5 separate regions of the Mus musculus genome follow, and regions 2, 3, 4 and 5 are each linked to region 1. Evidence: chromatin contacts called from public promoter capture Hi-C data. All regions are on one chromosome and are shown on one strand. Each heading gives the region's core, a stretch centred on a gene start, on an enhancer-like site or on the middle of the called end of the contact. The rest is flanking DNA. Distances are from core to core; before and after follow the strand shown.

The links. Promoter capture Hi-C pulls out the DNA fragments that hold promoters and counts their contacts. Capture Hi-C pulls out chosen DNA fragments and counts their contacts.
Region 2: a contact with region 1 is called in a promoter capture Hi-C map of liver, with 2.5 times the contacts expected there. The contact joins the promoter of Ifnar1 here to the promoter of Smim11 in region 1. A contact is called at or near these places in 4 of 39 promoter capture datasets (hippocampal neurons, liver, pre-B cells and 1 more).
Region 3: a contact with region 1 is called in a promoter capture Hi-C map of adipose tissue, with 2.2 times the contacts expected there. The contact joins the promoter of Tmem50b here to the promoter of Smim11 in region 1. A contact is called at or near these places in 2 of 39 promoter capture datasets (liver and pre-B cells), 2 of 484 Hi-C or Micro-C datasets (CD8 T cells and embryonic stem cells) and 1 of 9 other capture datasets (adipose tissue).
Region 4: a promoter capture Hi-C map of pre-B cells shows a contact between it and region 1, with 2.9 times the contacts expected there. The contact joins the promoter of Dnajc28 here to the promoter of Smim11 in region 1. A contact is called at or near these places in 6 of 39 promoter capture datasets (3T3-L1-derived adipocytes, frontonasal cranial neural crest, hippocampal neurons and 2 more).
Region 5: a contact with region 1 is called in a promoter capture Hi-C map of pre-B cells, with 2.1 times the contacts expected there. The contact joins the enhancer-like site here to the promoter of Smim11 in region 1. A contact is called at or near these places in 7 of 39 promoter capture datasets (3T3-L1-derived adipocytes, the C10 cell line, frontonasal cranial neural crest and 4 more), 3 of 484 Hi-C or Micro-C datasets (CD4 T cells, LSK cells and regulatory T cells) and 3 of 115 datasets of contacts at active chromatin or transcription factors (astrocytes, embryonic hindbrain and microglia).

The regions. Positions count from the first base shown.
Region 1 is chr16:92,300,035-92,302,573 of GRCm38.p6, forward strand. It overlaps Smim11 (small integral membrane protein 11), which reads left to right and starts at 1,269. Exons shown (of 4, transcript NM_138743.2): 1 at 1,269-1,309.
Region 2 is chr16:91,483,937-91,486,475 of GRCm38.p6, forward strand. Ifnar1 (interferon (alpha and beta) receptor 1) reads left to right here and starts at 1,279. Exons shown (of 11, transcript NM_010508.2): 1 at 1,279-1,480. The coding sequence starts at 1,408.
Region 3 is chr16:91,596,413-91,598,951 of GRCm38.p6, forward strand. It overlaps Tmem50b (transmembrane protein 50B), which reads right to left and starts at 1,268. Exons shown (of 7, transcript NM_030018.3): 1 at 1,170-1,268.
Region 4 is chr16:91,617,723-91,620,261 of GRCm38.p6, forward strand. It overlaps Dnajc28 (DnaJ heat shock protein family (Hsp40) member C28), which reads right to left and starts at 1,277. Exons shown (of 2, transcript NM_138664.2): 1 at 1,036-1,277.
Region 5 is chr16:91,745,466-91,748,004 of GRCm38.p6, forward strand. All of the region lies in intron 1 of Itsn1 (intersectin 1 (SH3 domain protein 1A)), which reads left to right. Among named protein-coding and RNA genes, the nearest start is that of Itsn1, 17 kb to the left of the region's middle. Within about 2 kb of position 1,261, at least 102 of the 459 cell types and tissues checked have an H3K27ac peak or open chromatin away from gene starts, as enhancers often do. A contact at or near this core is called in liver and pre-B cells, where this site is marked.

The sequences.
Region 1 (2,539 bases), core at 19-2,518:
GGCTGGGATCCTGGATGGAACCTGAAGGAGAAGACCAAGAGAGGTCAAGCCTCCATCACTCTCCTCCCAGCTGTGGACTCTACTCACCTAGTCTAGATAACCTAAGCTGCTTCTGTCAAGCATTTTGTTGTGTTAACAGGAGATAACTAACAAGTTGGATGGGCATCCAGTTGTTGATCCATTTACCCCAGCTTCTCCCTCCAGTATCAACTTCAACCAAAGCTTTCTAAATGAAAATGCCAAGTCAAACAGCTGGGTTGCTGTTGTTTTTCTATCCATGTTCCCTTTAGAGTCTTTCTGCTTAGTCTGCTAGTTCTACACATCTGAGTAGTACTTCAGTGCAGATTCAAAGCTATTGCAAAAGGAACAGGTGATAGGGGCTGATCCCAGTCTCGCAACTTATGGCGAGCCCCAGGTCTGGCACGAGCTGGCCTCAGCCTCGGGAAAGAAAAAAAAATCCTTTGTGTTTCCGTTTCATCATTTGTGAAATATTACAATTATAGTGTGTCCTTTTATAGGCCTTGTAGAGTTAAATTAAACGACAGTCTCAACGTGATATTCTCTTGTTAGCACAACCAGGTCTGTGAAACCCTCTGCACGCTAACATTTTCAACTTCATCTCCACAAAGAGGCATGATGAGATCTGAAGCTAACTTTCTTGGGTCCAAGAATTCACCCCGCAATTAGTGTCAGCACCGGGCATCCGCTCCCCCCTCCACAGAAGAGGGAGATGAGGTGGAGGTCTCGGTGAGAACTTTGCCTCTCCAGAGCCTTGGACAGGGCTGCTGTCTGCGTCTCCCCACCCGGCACTTTGGGGATTCACTGGCTAGAAATGAAACTGGGAACCTAAAATCTGGGTATCTATCGGTTATCTCAACCGGGATGCATTCTTCTTGTCTGTCCCCTTGGAGGAATGCTAAGCCTGGAAAACAAAACAAAAAACCTGGGACCTATTGTCTTCAGCTGTATAGAACAGGAGTCAATGACCAGTGGACATGAACAAAGGGTCCTAGGCCGAACCCTAACCCCTGCGGACCACCCTCAGGGTTCCTACTTGGATTTCTGCAGTAGCCTCAGATTCCTGCGCAACTGGCCTGAAGCCCATAGCGCCTGCGCTTGGAGAAACACGCTCCTTAATACTAGCGAATCTGCGGGCGCCCTAAAGCCACTGCGCCTGCGTATCAAGTGGTGCCTTTCAAGATGGCGCTTCCGTTCCGAGCGGTGCATTTCGGGACTTGTAGTTTTCACGACGGGATTGTGGGAGTCGTGGTTTGTGAGCAGCAAGCGAGGAGGCCCCGCCGCCCTGAGTGTAAGTGTGTGAGTCTTTGGGGCTCTGGGGAATCCCTTGGTCATCCCGCGTTCTTGTTTCTCCCATGATGACACTTGCTGCCTACGGCTACATAGCCCTTGGGAACTCTAATAGTCTTGTCGCCTTGTTTTGGTGACGCAGGAAGGGAGCGATGATAACTCCTGGCCTTCTACCCACCCCCCACCCCCGTGGAGGCAATGCCTGGGGGCGAGAACCTGGGACTGGGCACTCCCAAGTATCCAGGGATAGCAAATCCCCGTTTGATCCTGTGGTGCCCCAGATCGCAAAGGCGCCAAAGTTGCTTAAACAAGGCGTGTCGTTTCATCTAGTAGGGAAGTGCACCATAACTCACAGGCTCCCCAAAGCCTTGAAATTTGGAATCTGGCCACCCACCCGGATAAGGTGCTTCTGGGTTTCTTGAAAACCAAGGCCTGTGCTGAGTGGGCTAAGTGAGGTCCAGGGGTCATGGCGATTTGAACCTACCGATACTTTAAATGGTTGGCTGAGGAATTGGAGTGAAAGGGGTAGAGACTGGGAGTGAAAACGGCTTCAGACAGTTGACACAAGCTGCTAGGATAGGTGAGTGCATTATATGCTGAGATAGGTGCACCCTCGACTCTGTTAGCCTCGCCAAGGAGCACACGGAGCTTGTGAGCAGACTATTGTCCACGTCGTTTAAATTGGTATAATCAAAGTGAGTGAATGTCTTCTTTGTTTCTAGAATAAAACCTGGCAGGATACTTTGCAATAAAGATCAAAACTACAAACAGTTTTATTTTCTGTCGTTAAGGGTTAAGCCTGGACAGCTCCCTGCATTTCATATATTTTAATGGCCTCCAGCTGTCCTTACCCCAGTGGCTTTGGCTCACCCTCTGCTGCCAGCTGCTGCTTGCTTCTGAATGGCACCAGGAGTCCGTGATATCAGAGCAGACAGCTCACTGCTATGTTTAGCTTTCTTGGTTATCCCCATTTGCAGAAAGCTTGCAAGCTGCCTTGAAATTTAAAGTAGTGGGTGAAAATGAACCTGGCTGCTCTGGGCCCTTCGCTCTCCTCTACCCACCCCACCCACTCCATAGCAGTACAGATTCCCCTTTGCTTTTACTTTTTCCTCCTTCTCTTCCTCTTCTCTTTTTCTTCTCTTTCTCCTTCCTTGGCAGGATTCTGTGCATCTGAGATTGGCCTCCAGCTCAGTCTTTCTCTGTAGCCTTAGATGACCTTGAACTCCCATCC
Region 2 (2,539 bases), core at 29-2,528, 820 kb before region 1:
GCCCAATAAATCGAACACAGTTTTCAAACGCTGAAATATGCACCCAGTAACTATCTTTAAAGAACTTAATGTCCTGAGCCACCAGCAAAATGCACACTGACACTGCTTTGCCATTCTACCCCACCCTAGTCAGAATGGCTGACAAGAAATCTGACGAATGATGGTGAGGAAGCAGAGAGGAACTCTTTTTTTTTTTTTTGAGACAGGGTTTGTGTGTGGAGCCTTGGCTGTCCTGGAACTCACTCTCTAGTCCAGGCTGGCCTCGAACTCAGAAACCGCCTGCCTCTGCCTCCCAAGTGCTGGGATTAAAGGCATGTGCCACCACGCCCGGCATAACAAATAAGTTTCTTACTTTTTTTTTTTTTTTTTTCTTTTTTTGGTTTTTCGTGACAGGGTTTCTCTGTATAGGCCTGGCTGTCCTGGAGCTCACTTTGTAGACCAGGCTGGCCTCGAACTCAGAAATCCGCCTGCCTCCGCCTCCCGAGTGCTGGGATTAAAGGCGTGCGCCACCACGCCCGGCCCAACAAATAAGTTTCTTTATAAGATAGTAATCAGACAGAGACGGAGTTAAGGGGGTAGAGAGAGGGCTCAGTGGTTTAAGGGCACGTGCAGAGGACTGGCGTACAAACATGGTAGCTCGGAAGATCAGTAACTTTAATACCAGGGTATCTGCGCTCTACTGGCCTCCATGGGTACCAGGCACGCATATATGTACGGTGCACATATATGCATGCATGCATGCATGCAAAACACTCATACACATAAAACCAGCCTAAAACCACATTATTAGACAAAAGATCCAAACGCTGCATAATTCAAAACCCAAAGATTGAGCGAGTCACAACAGCAAACCATCCCACAAAATCAGGGAATCAAGTATAAAGATCTTGTGCAGTTGAGATAAAAGTGTTGCCGGCGCCTTCCAGGTCCCAGAGTCATTTGATCCACGGCCTCCAGGGATCCCCACACCAGGATTCGAGCCAGTGGACTAGTAACCCCCGGGGCAACGCCTCCGAACCCCCTCCGGACAAAAACAGGAAGCTGAGCCCGGAAGGAGGAGGGGCTGCGCAGGCGCACTGACTGCACCCCGCTTTCCTCTCAGGAGTCTAAGGACAATGCTGGGCAGTCTTTCCGGAAGTGGGGGCGGAGCGTGGCAGGGACCTCAAAGTCCCCAGGCCTTGACTGGACCGCGCCCGGTACTTTCCGAGCCGCTTGCTCGCGGAGAGAGCGTGGCGTCAGCGGAGAAGCTGTGCTGGGTGGAGGGGCGGGGGCGTTCACGGAAGGGGCGGGGCGCTGGAGGGGGCGGGGCGTCGCGGAGGGCCTAGCTGCCCAGAGGTAGTCTCCAGCTCCGCGGTGCTGCTGAGGAGAAGGAGGAGAATGTGAGCCGCCGCCCGGCCTCCCAAGACGATGCTCGCTGTCGTGGGCGCGGCGGCCCTGGTGCTGGTGGCCGGGGCGCCTTGGGTGCTACCCTCAGCTGCAGGTGAGCCGAGGGGCCTGTGCGAGGGCCGGGCACCATGGAGGGAGAGCTGGGCGCGGGTGACCAGAGTCCGCGACGCCCGCCCCCTGCGCCGCTCTTCAGCCTGAGGACGCTACCCGGGCCGAGCCTCAGGGCTGCTGGTGGGCGGGAGACCAGACAGCAGCAGAAATGCGCTCCCAGCCTAGTGCGGTTTGTCCCGGGCTGAGAGGAGTGAGGTGAGAGGCCCCCTAACCGGCCCGAAGTCAAAACCAGGAAACCACTGGGCTAGTTACATCGGGAGAATGCCCACTAAGGGGAGAGACAAGAGTTTTCATAGTGATGTGAGGAACCTAAAAAAGACGACCTAGCCTCACTCCTGGAGGAAAGTTCTGATTCCTCTTAGAAATCTGTATATCTGGGAAGTAAGTGATTGCCCCAAGTCTCACCCCGAAGATGGCCCATTTCTGGCTAGACGTGCATGATGTACATGCAGGCAAAGTGGTCACACATATACAGTAAATCGGAAAAAGACTATTATGAACAGAATACTGTAACTGCTACAAATGCTCTTGGGTCTTTTGTTAATCTCATGAGCACATTTGCTGCTCTTTCTGCACAGAATCAGTAAATCCCAACAGTTGGACTGGAGATCAAGCTAAGAGGATACGGATAACAGGATAGAGTCAGTTTAGGGATGACATCAAAGACTCCGTTGGTGGTACTGGAAGTGTGGCTCAGTGGTAGTGTGCACTTAGCATAGACAGCACTGAGAAACTGACAACTCAGAGTGGGGAGACTTGATGGATAGCTCCTGGTGGCTGAAAAGAAAGAAATTCAGACATCTCAGATGCATCCTCTTACATAGGATGTAACTAGAGGCAGTTCTGTAACCCTCTGGAGTAGAAGCTTGACAGGCGACATGACATGATAGTCTGAGGCAGAAGTTTTCAAAACAGGAGATAACAGTGGAGCCAGACATAGCGTTAAAGGACACTTTTTAAAGTTAAAGCCTCGTTCGGGCTGGAGAGGCGGCTCACAGGTAAGAGCACTTATTGCTCTTGCAGAGGGACCTGGATTGGTTCC
Region 3 (2,539 bases), core at 18-2,517, 700 kb before region 1:
TAAGCAAGATTGATTCTTTAATCAATTGACCCCAGTAGTGAATTTAGAAAACCAAAACCAAAACCAAACAACGCAATAGCGTTGAAGGCTGCTGTCTAGCTGATAGAGGAAGAATGGGGAGGATCAAAGGGTGTGTCTCCTGAAGAGGAAAAAACTACATCCTCACCCCGTTCCGATTAAACCTGCTTTTCTTGAAGCATCGCTATGCAAATTAACCTCTGGGTTTCATTTTTAGGATCAGGAAGTCTTTGAACACTATGCTCGTTTAAGTGTTTAAATTGCTTGGCTCTGGTTTTTGGAAGCCGCACACAGGTAGAAAAGACAAACGAGAAAGGAGGATGAGAAGCCTGGGAATAAGCGCCCCTGGAATTATCTAGAAATGGGATTTGTGGTACAAATAGGGTGAAGAGTTGGAGCGCGAAGGATGCACGGGGGGGTAGGGGGGTGGATGTTGTTGAGGGTGAGCATATCTACTCCAGCGAGAGGTTTGAATTCCCACGCCCCTCCTCCCATCGCAGCAGCAAGGTGGAAGAGCGAGCCCAGCCCTCTGCTGCTACGGTCGGAAAGGTCACGTATCTACCCACCTCTCAGGCTCAAGTACCTTCCAGTGGTGAAAACCAACTTACTGGCTAAAGACCAAAATGGCCTAGCCTACAACGACCACTGCTCTGCTACTTCTCTGAAAAGGCCACTCGCCACTTAGGATGAATTCCCAAAGACTTCCCTCCCTCTCCTCCCTCTCCTCCCTCTCCTCCCTCTCCCCCCAGCGCTTGCAGGATGGAGGGGAAAGTCAAGGATACAAGGACAGTTCCTGGCAACGGCTCCGAGCAAACGGGAGGGTCGCTCGTCCCCAGACGCTCGTGGGGCCTCGGTGGCGGCTGCGGCGGTGCCCCACAGGACCTCCATCCCCTACCGATCGCCTTGGGGACCTCCCCAGACTCAGGACGAGATGCGCGGCGGAGCGGCCTGCCTCGGCTGAGCGCGGGTCACGGCGGCGTCAGGGCCACGGGGCGCCGAGAGGACGCGGGCGCAGGCCGGGCCCCGCCGGTCGCCCGCGCGCTCCTTGGCACCGACACGGGCGGCGCCACAGAACCTCAGGCCGCGCCGGGCCGGCGCCCTGCGTTCGATCGGCAGATCACAGAAACCCGAGACCTGCCAACCGCACTCACCCGGCTACCTGCGAAGTCTACACCGAGCCCAGGCAGGAGCAGGGACGTCGAGGGCGCGCGTCTGTCCGGGAAGCAGCGGCCCGATCAACCTCAGTCCGGGAGCCGGGGGCCGGCGGCGGGCGGGAGGCCAGGGCGCCGGTGGGGCGGGGGCGAGGCGCCGTGCGCACCGCAGGAACCAATGGGATTGCAGCAAGTGGCCTGCGTGGGCGGGGCATAACCCCTGGAGGCGGGACCGGGACCTCAGAGGCGGAACGGGGCTGGACCCGTGCGCTCTGCGGAGACCAATCATAGTGCGACCGATTAGATAGAGGGCGGGGCTTGATTCCTGAGGGCGGGGCTGGCGCGGTGCTCTACCTGCGTCCTGGAGCTGAGGTCCGGACCTCTCCTGCTGCGGTTTGCGGTAGTAGTGTAAACTCAAGCGCCTCAGCATCGGTGAGAGCACCGGTACGGGGAACCCAAGCCTATTACGCAAGGTCCTCTTGCATATCAGCAGTTGAGCATTGTTCACCAGCTGCCGAGAGTCGAGAACGCACTCCAAGACGTTCAAAAACCAAGACCTCAGAAGATGAAGTTACAGGTCCAGGGATCCCAGTCAGTACTGGTTTTCTGAGGGTACCCGCAAAGCAAAGCTACATAGCTATTTCAGCCTGATTCCTTTTTCCGTCTATCCAAATAGATTTTTGGCTTGTTTTGGGAGCAAATCTTTACTTATCTCCTTTAGAGATACTGCCTCTGGATTTTTCAGCATAACTTCAAAAACCACATTTCCTACAGAATATAAATGCAGTTAAAGAAAGATGCAAAGTCCAAGTTACTACTACATTGAAGGTAAAAACACACTTCACCTAGATAGAGTAAAGCAAAAAGATTTTTGTGTCACGTAACTGTCACAAATGACATCCTGGATCCTGTTACTCCTGTAGTTCTTGTATATAATCTAGGATTTAGGTATTCAATAAATATTCACTGCATAAATTCCTTTTTGGAGTATGGGATTATGCACACACACTAACAAGCAAGAGGGGCAGCAGAAGGGAACATCTTTAGGTATCTGTCCCAGAGCTAGGGAATGTAGTTCAGTTGGTACATTATTTAGCCTTAAATACATAAGGCTCTGGCTTGTATCCCAAGCATCATATAAACAGGTGTGGTGATACATGCCTGTGATCCCTGCATTCCAAAATGTCTCAGCTTGGGTATGATCATGGTCTCAAGCATATTTCTATTTCCAGTCAGACTGGATTACACAGCAAATTCAAGACCAAACCGAGCCGGGCGTGGTGGCGCACGCCTTTAATCCCAGCACTTGGGAGGCAGAGGCAGGTGGATTTCTGAGTTCCAGGCCAGCCTGGTCTACAAAGTGAGTTCCA
Region 4 (2,539 bases), core at 27-2,526, 680 kb before region 1:
GCAGCTAGAAAATGACAGTGATGTTTGGCTATCACATAGTGTGACAGGAACTGAAGTCTACTGCTTGAAGACAGGGTTTCTCTCTGTGTAGCTCTGGTTGTTCTGGACTCACTTTGGAGACCAGGCTGGCTTCAAACATAGAGAGATCCACCTGCCCCTGCCTTCCATGTTCTGGGATTAAAGACATGCATACCTCCGCCCGGATCCAATGCACAGAATTTTAGATCTAGAAAGTTGTTAAAACTCATCTAACCTAATTTTCTCATTTTATAAGAAAACGGGTCCAGAAGGTTAAGCAACTCTTAAGGTTAACCAAAGAACTTACATTACCAGGTACTGCAAATGGTTAGGTTTGGGGCACAGTAAAGCTTAACTGCTTTTTGCTTGTTTGTTTTTGAGATAGGGTCTCTCTACATAGCCCTGGCTGTCCTGGGACTCATTATGTAGACCAGGCTGGACTTGAACTCACAGAGGTCAGCCTGCCTCTGTCTCCTGAGTGCTGGGACTAAAGGAGAGCATCCAAGCCCCACACTTGGCTTAGCTATACTCAGCAAATTACACATTTCCCTGAGCACAATTTGTGTTGTTGTTTTGTTTTGCATACAGTGTAGAATGGTCGTCACCATTTCCAAGTATCTAACTTGCTGCATATCAAACAGGGAACATACAGACCGGTACTCAGTGGGACACCAGATGGGACTGAGAATCAAGAATGCAAGCGACTTTAAGGTCTGCACCTCGCTATTTGCTAGGTGCCAGGGCAAGGAAGGGCGATAAAGGGTGAGAGAGCTTTTGCTGTATTTAAAAACGCATGGTCCTGTGGAAAAAGATACTGAACACTGACGAAAGGCAACGGAGTACTTACTGGAGGATTACTGATCCTTTGAATGTAAGGTGCGTTTTAGAAGTCATGGTAGCCCGATGTCACAATATAGGGGTCAGTGGATTTTAGAGTTGTCTGGGATGCCGGTGGTTATGCTCACCGTGGTGAGGGGTGCCTCAGAAGAGTGTCGGTCCGCTGCACCCCCTACTCACCTTCACAGACGTGATGGGGGTTCAGCGGCTCGAAGCTCAAGCTGCGCCTTTGCGCAGCACGCGTGGCCCGCTCCGTCCCTGTCTCGGCTACTGGACCCTCTGCCGCGCTACACTGCAGAGCCTTTCTTCATACCTTACTACGACAGGTAGTTTCCCTCACCAGGGACAGCGATCTCTTTCTTATAAAACCATCCCCCACGGAACAGAGGACAGACTCCCCTGGACGCTTGTTGTTGTGCCGGGGGCGATAGGCCCCGCCTCTACCCGCTTTCGAGGGCAGGGTTCGGCCGATTTGGATTGTGGGAAATGTAGTTCTCCGGCAGGTGCAGAGTAGAGGCATTAGGGCCTGGAGAGGAGTTATGGCTTGTGATAGATTTGTGACCCCAACGTGTATGTAATTTGAAGAGCACTGACCTCAGTAAATTGTTTTAAATGGAGGAAGATTAGGCCGTTTGCCTCTATGGGACACCTGCACCGTCAGTAGGCTTCTTTAAGCCTAGAAAGATGGTCTTTCCTTCAACCAAGTTTGGATTAAAGGTGTGCGCCACCACTGCCTGGCCCAGCCAAGTTTGTTTGGGTGGATGGCTCTTGTTTTTTGACACTGTCTCCCTTAGCCCAGGCTGGCCTCACACTCGCTATGTAGTAAAGAGGGATTTTGGGTTGCACATCCTCCATGCTTCCGTTTTCCAGGTGCTGGGATTACACAGTAAAATTGCTACTTGTTTATGGAATGTTGGGGATATAAAACCAAGGGCTTATGCATGCAAGGCAAGTTCTGTCAGGGCTCTGCGTATTGTACGATACCTCACCCCATTGAGCACCGCACATAGCCAGGGGTTGGAAAAGAAGGGAAAAATGTGTCTTTGGTTTTATTTTATTCTTTATTATTTTATTTTTATTAATTATTATTATTTGGTTTTTTTGAGACAGGGTTTCTCTGTGTAGCCCTGGCTGTCCTGGAACTCACTCTGTAGACCAGGCTGGCCTTGAACTCAGAAATCCACCTGCTTCTGCCTCCCAAGTGCTGGGATTCCCTGCCTCTTGTCTCTTGAATGGTTAAAGACATGTCACCGCACTCCATCCTAAAGATACAGTTTTAAAAAAATTAGCGGCACACTTTTAATCCCAGCATATAAAGGCAGAGTCAGGTGGATCTCTGTGAGTTTGAGGCCAGTCTAGTCTGAAACTCTGTAGACCAGGCTGGCCTTGAACCCACTTGCCTCTGCCTCCCAAGCGCTGAGATGAAAGGTGCGTGCCACATCTGGCTTTGAAAATCTTATTACACCGGTTATGTTTTGTATGTGTAGTTTCGTGTTTTGTATGCTGTGGTCTCTACTGGTGGAGTTGGTTGTCTGCTTCTGTCGTGTGGATCCTGGTGGTCAAGCTTGAATGAAGGTAGAGTCTTTACAGGTTGGGCTATCTCAATCTTGAATAACTAATGTGTATATAGTAGCCGCTCACACTCAATGTGTCTAAATAGTATTCTGTTGTGACCATCATGAGA
Region 5 (2,539 bases), core at 11-2,510, 550 kb before region 1:
TACTTAAAAGACTTGTACAGTCAGCAGTATGGCTATTGGTATTTTCCCACACAGACCTAATTTCAAGTGATGGGGCAAGGCATGTTACCATTTCAAGCTCAAAAGGTGTGAGAGGTGGCAGAGGGAAGAAACTGCAGCTTCTTTGCAGCCTTGGCATGTTTAACTGTGCGGTGTCCCTGCCTCACCAACAGGACTGATGGCGTTCTGGTCATGCTGTTGTAAGGGTGGTCAGGCAGTTAGCACAGAGCCTCTGCATAGGAAATGACAGTCTCACCATCACCTTAATACATGCCTGGAGTGTGGGCTTTAAGACAAAAATGGGAGGTATTGTGTATTTCTTACTTGCAGGTAGATTATCAGGCCTCACATTGCTCCTCAGTTGTTCGTTATCTGGAAGAACTGCCTTTTCCTTTAAGCTTGGAAGAAAGAAGAGGGCCAGCTAGCTGCATGATAGGCTTCAAGCGGTCCACTGACTCAGAAAATACTGGACACAGTGCTTGCAAGTCAACATTAAAAGGATAAACAGCTAAGTTAAAAAGTGGGGAGAGGTATGAATAGGCATTTTTCCAAAGAAAATAAACAAATGGACAACAAACTCGTGAAAGATGCTCTACATGATGGAAACAAGATTGCACTTCTCACTAGGATGGCTACTGTTTAAATAACAAAAGGAAGGTGCCAAGTGCTGGCCTGGATGCTAGCCAAGCAGAGTCCTCACCTCACAGGCTGTTGGTGGGAGTGTCAGTGTTCGACAAAGCAAGCAGAAAGCAAGCGCTTGCTTGTCAGTAGTTAAATACGGAGTTATCATATGGCCCTGCAAATTCATTCCTACGCACACAGGCAGCAAAATAGAAAGCAGGTGTTCACATGAAAGTGAGCGTTCACAGCGGCACTGTGTTGGGGCTCCCTTCCAGGTTCTGGAAGTGATTGTTGCACATCATTGGTGCACGTATTAAATGTCACTGAGCTAGAGTGGTGAGTTTTATGTGTGCTACATCGTTATTCAATAAAGGACAGGAGTGTAACATGATGCTTATTCCTAGCTTACTGTAGCGCTGAGTTTCCTAAAATAACTTACTTTAACCTTAGTTTGGGTCATTTTAGGAAATCTTTTCAGTTCAATGAAATATTTCATCATTCTTGTCTTATAACCCCTAGAAAAGGTGAGAAAAGAAAGCAGGCTGTGAAGGTTTTGACATCTGCTTTTAGTGCAACAACATCATAGCAATGCAGACTGGTCCCCAGGGGCTAGCCGGAAGCAGCCTGCGGGCTCGCCTTGCTCTATACATAACAGTGCTTGCTGCTACTCCCCTTCACCCAGTACACTGGCAGCTCTCCAAAAAGTAACAACTCCGTCCCTTTGTGGCCAGTGGTTTAGGTGCTGGTGTGTGTGTGTGTGCGTGTGTGTGTGTGTCTGTGTGTGTGTGTGTGTGTGTGTGTGTGTGTGTGTGTCTGTGTCTGTGTCTGTGTGTGTGTCTGTGTGTGTGTGTGTGTCTGTGTGTGTGTGTGTGTGTGTGTGTCTGTGTGTGTGTGTGTGTCTGTGTGTGTGTGTATCTGTGTGTCTGTGTGTGTCTGTGTGTGTCTGTGTGTGTGTGTGTGTGTGTGTGTCTGTGTGTGTGTGTGTGTGTCTGTGTGTGTGTGTGTCTGTGTGTGTGTGTGTGTGTGTCTGTGTATATATGTGTGTGTGTGTGTGTATGTGTGTGTGTGTGTGTATATGTGTGTGTGTGTGTGTGTGTATATGTGTGTGTCTGTGTGTGTGTGTGTGTGTGTGTGTATGTGTGTGTCTGTGTGTGTCTGTGTGTGTGTGTGTGTGTGTGTGTGTGTGTGTGTGTCTGTGTGTGTGTGTGTGTGTGTGTGCTCTTTGGGATCTCCAGTCTATGCAAACAGAGCCAGATGACTTTGTTACTGCTCAGGAGTGACTAGGTTTGTAACCCAGTGTTCTTTTCAGGACATCATCATTTCTTGTTTAGGCAAGAACACATTTTACATTAACTTTGCCATACTTAGCCCCTCAAACTTTTAAAGTGTGTAATATATTTTAAATATGACAGTGACAACTAATATTTACTATTTCTCATGCCTAGGCAGTATTCTAGATAATTCTGCGGGTAGTTGTCCCCCAAATGGCAGAACAGGTACTGTCACTTTCATTTTATATCCAGAGTATAATATAGTTGAGTAGCTCAACCTCACTGTAGAGGCTGGTAGGTGGCACATATGGCCTTTGGACTCACAATGTCTGCCCTGTTAGCACTAGGGTGTGTGTTTTTTCTTACAAACATTGCCTAATGCAGCTCTCGGGCAATGTTTGCGTGGCATTTCTACTTGCAAAGCCTACCCCTTACCTCATCGTAGTACTGCACTGAGAGGTTGGGGAAGGGGTTGGGCTGGGCAGGGGCCCTAGCTAGCTAGTCAGCCCTAGGGGTTGGCTGAGAAGTGAGGGTGAGCTATAGGCGTCAGTCAGACCTCGTGCTCTGGTGCTTCTGGTCCTGTTTGCTGGTTGGACTTTCCCGCTGAAGAGTGCCCTTGTGCACGGCTT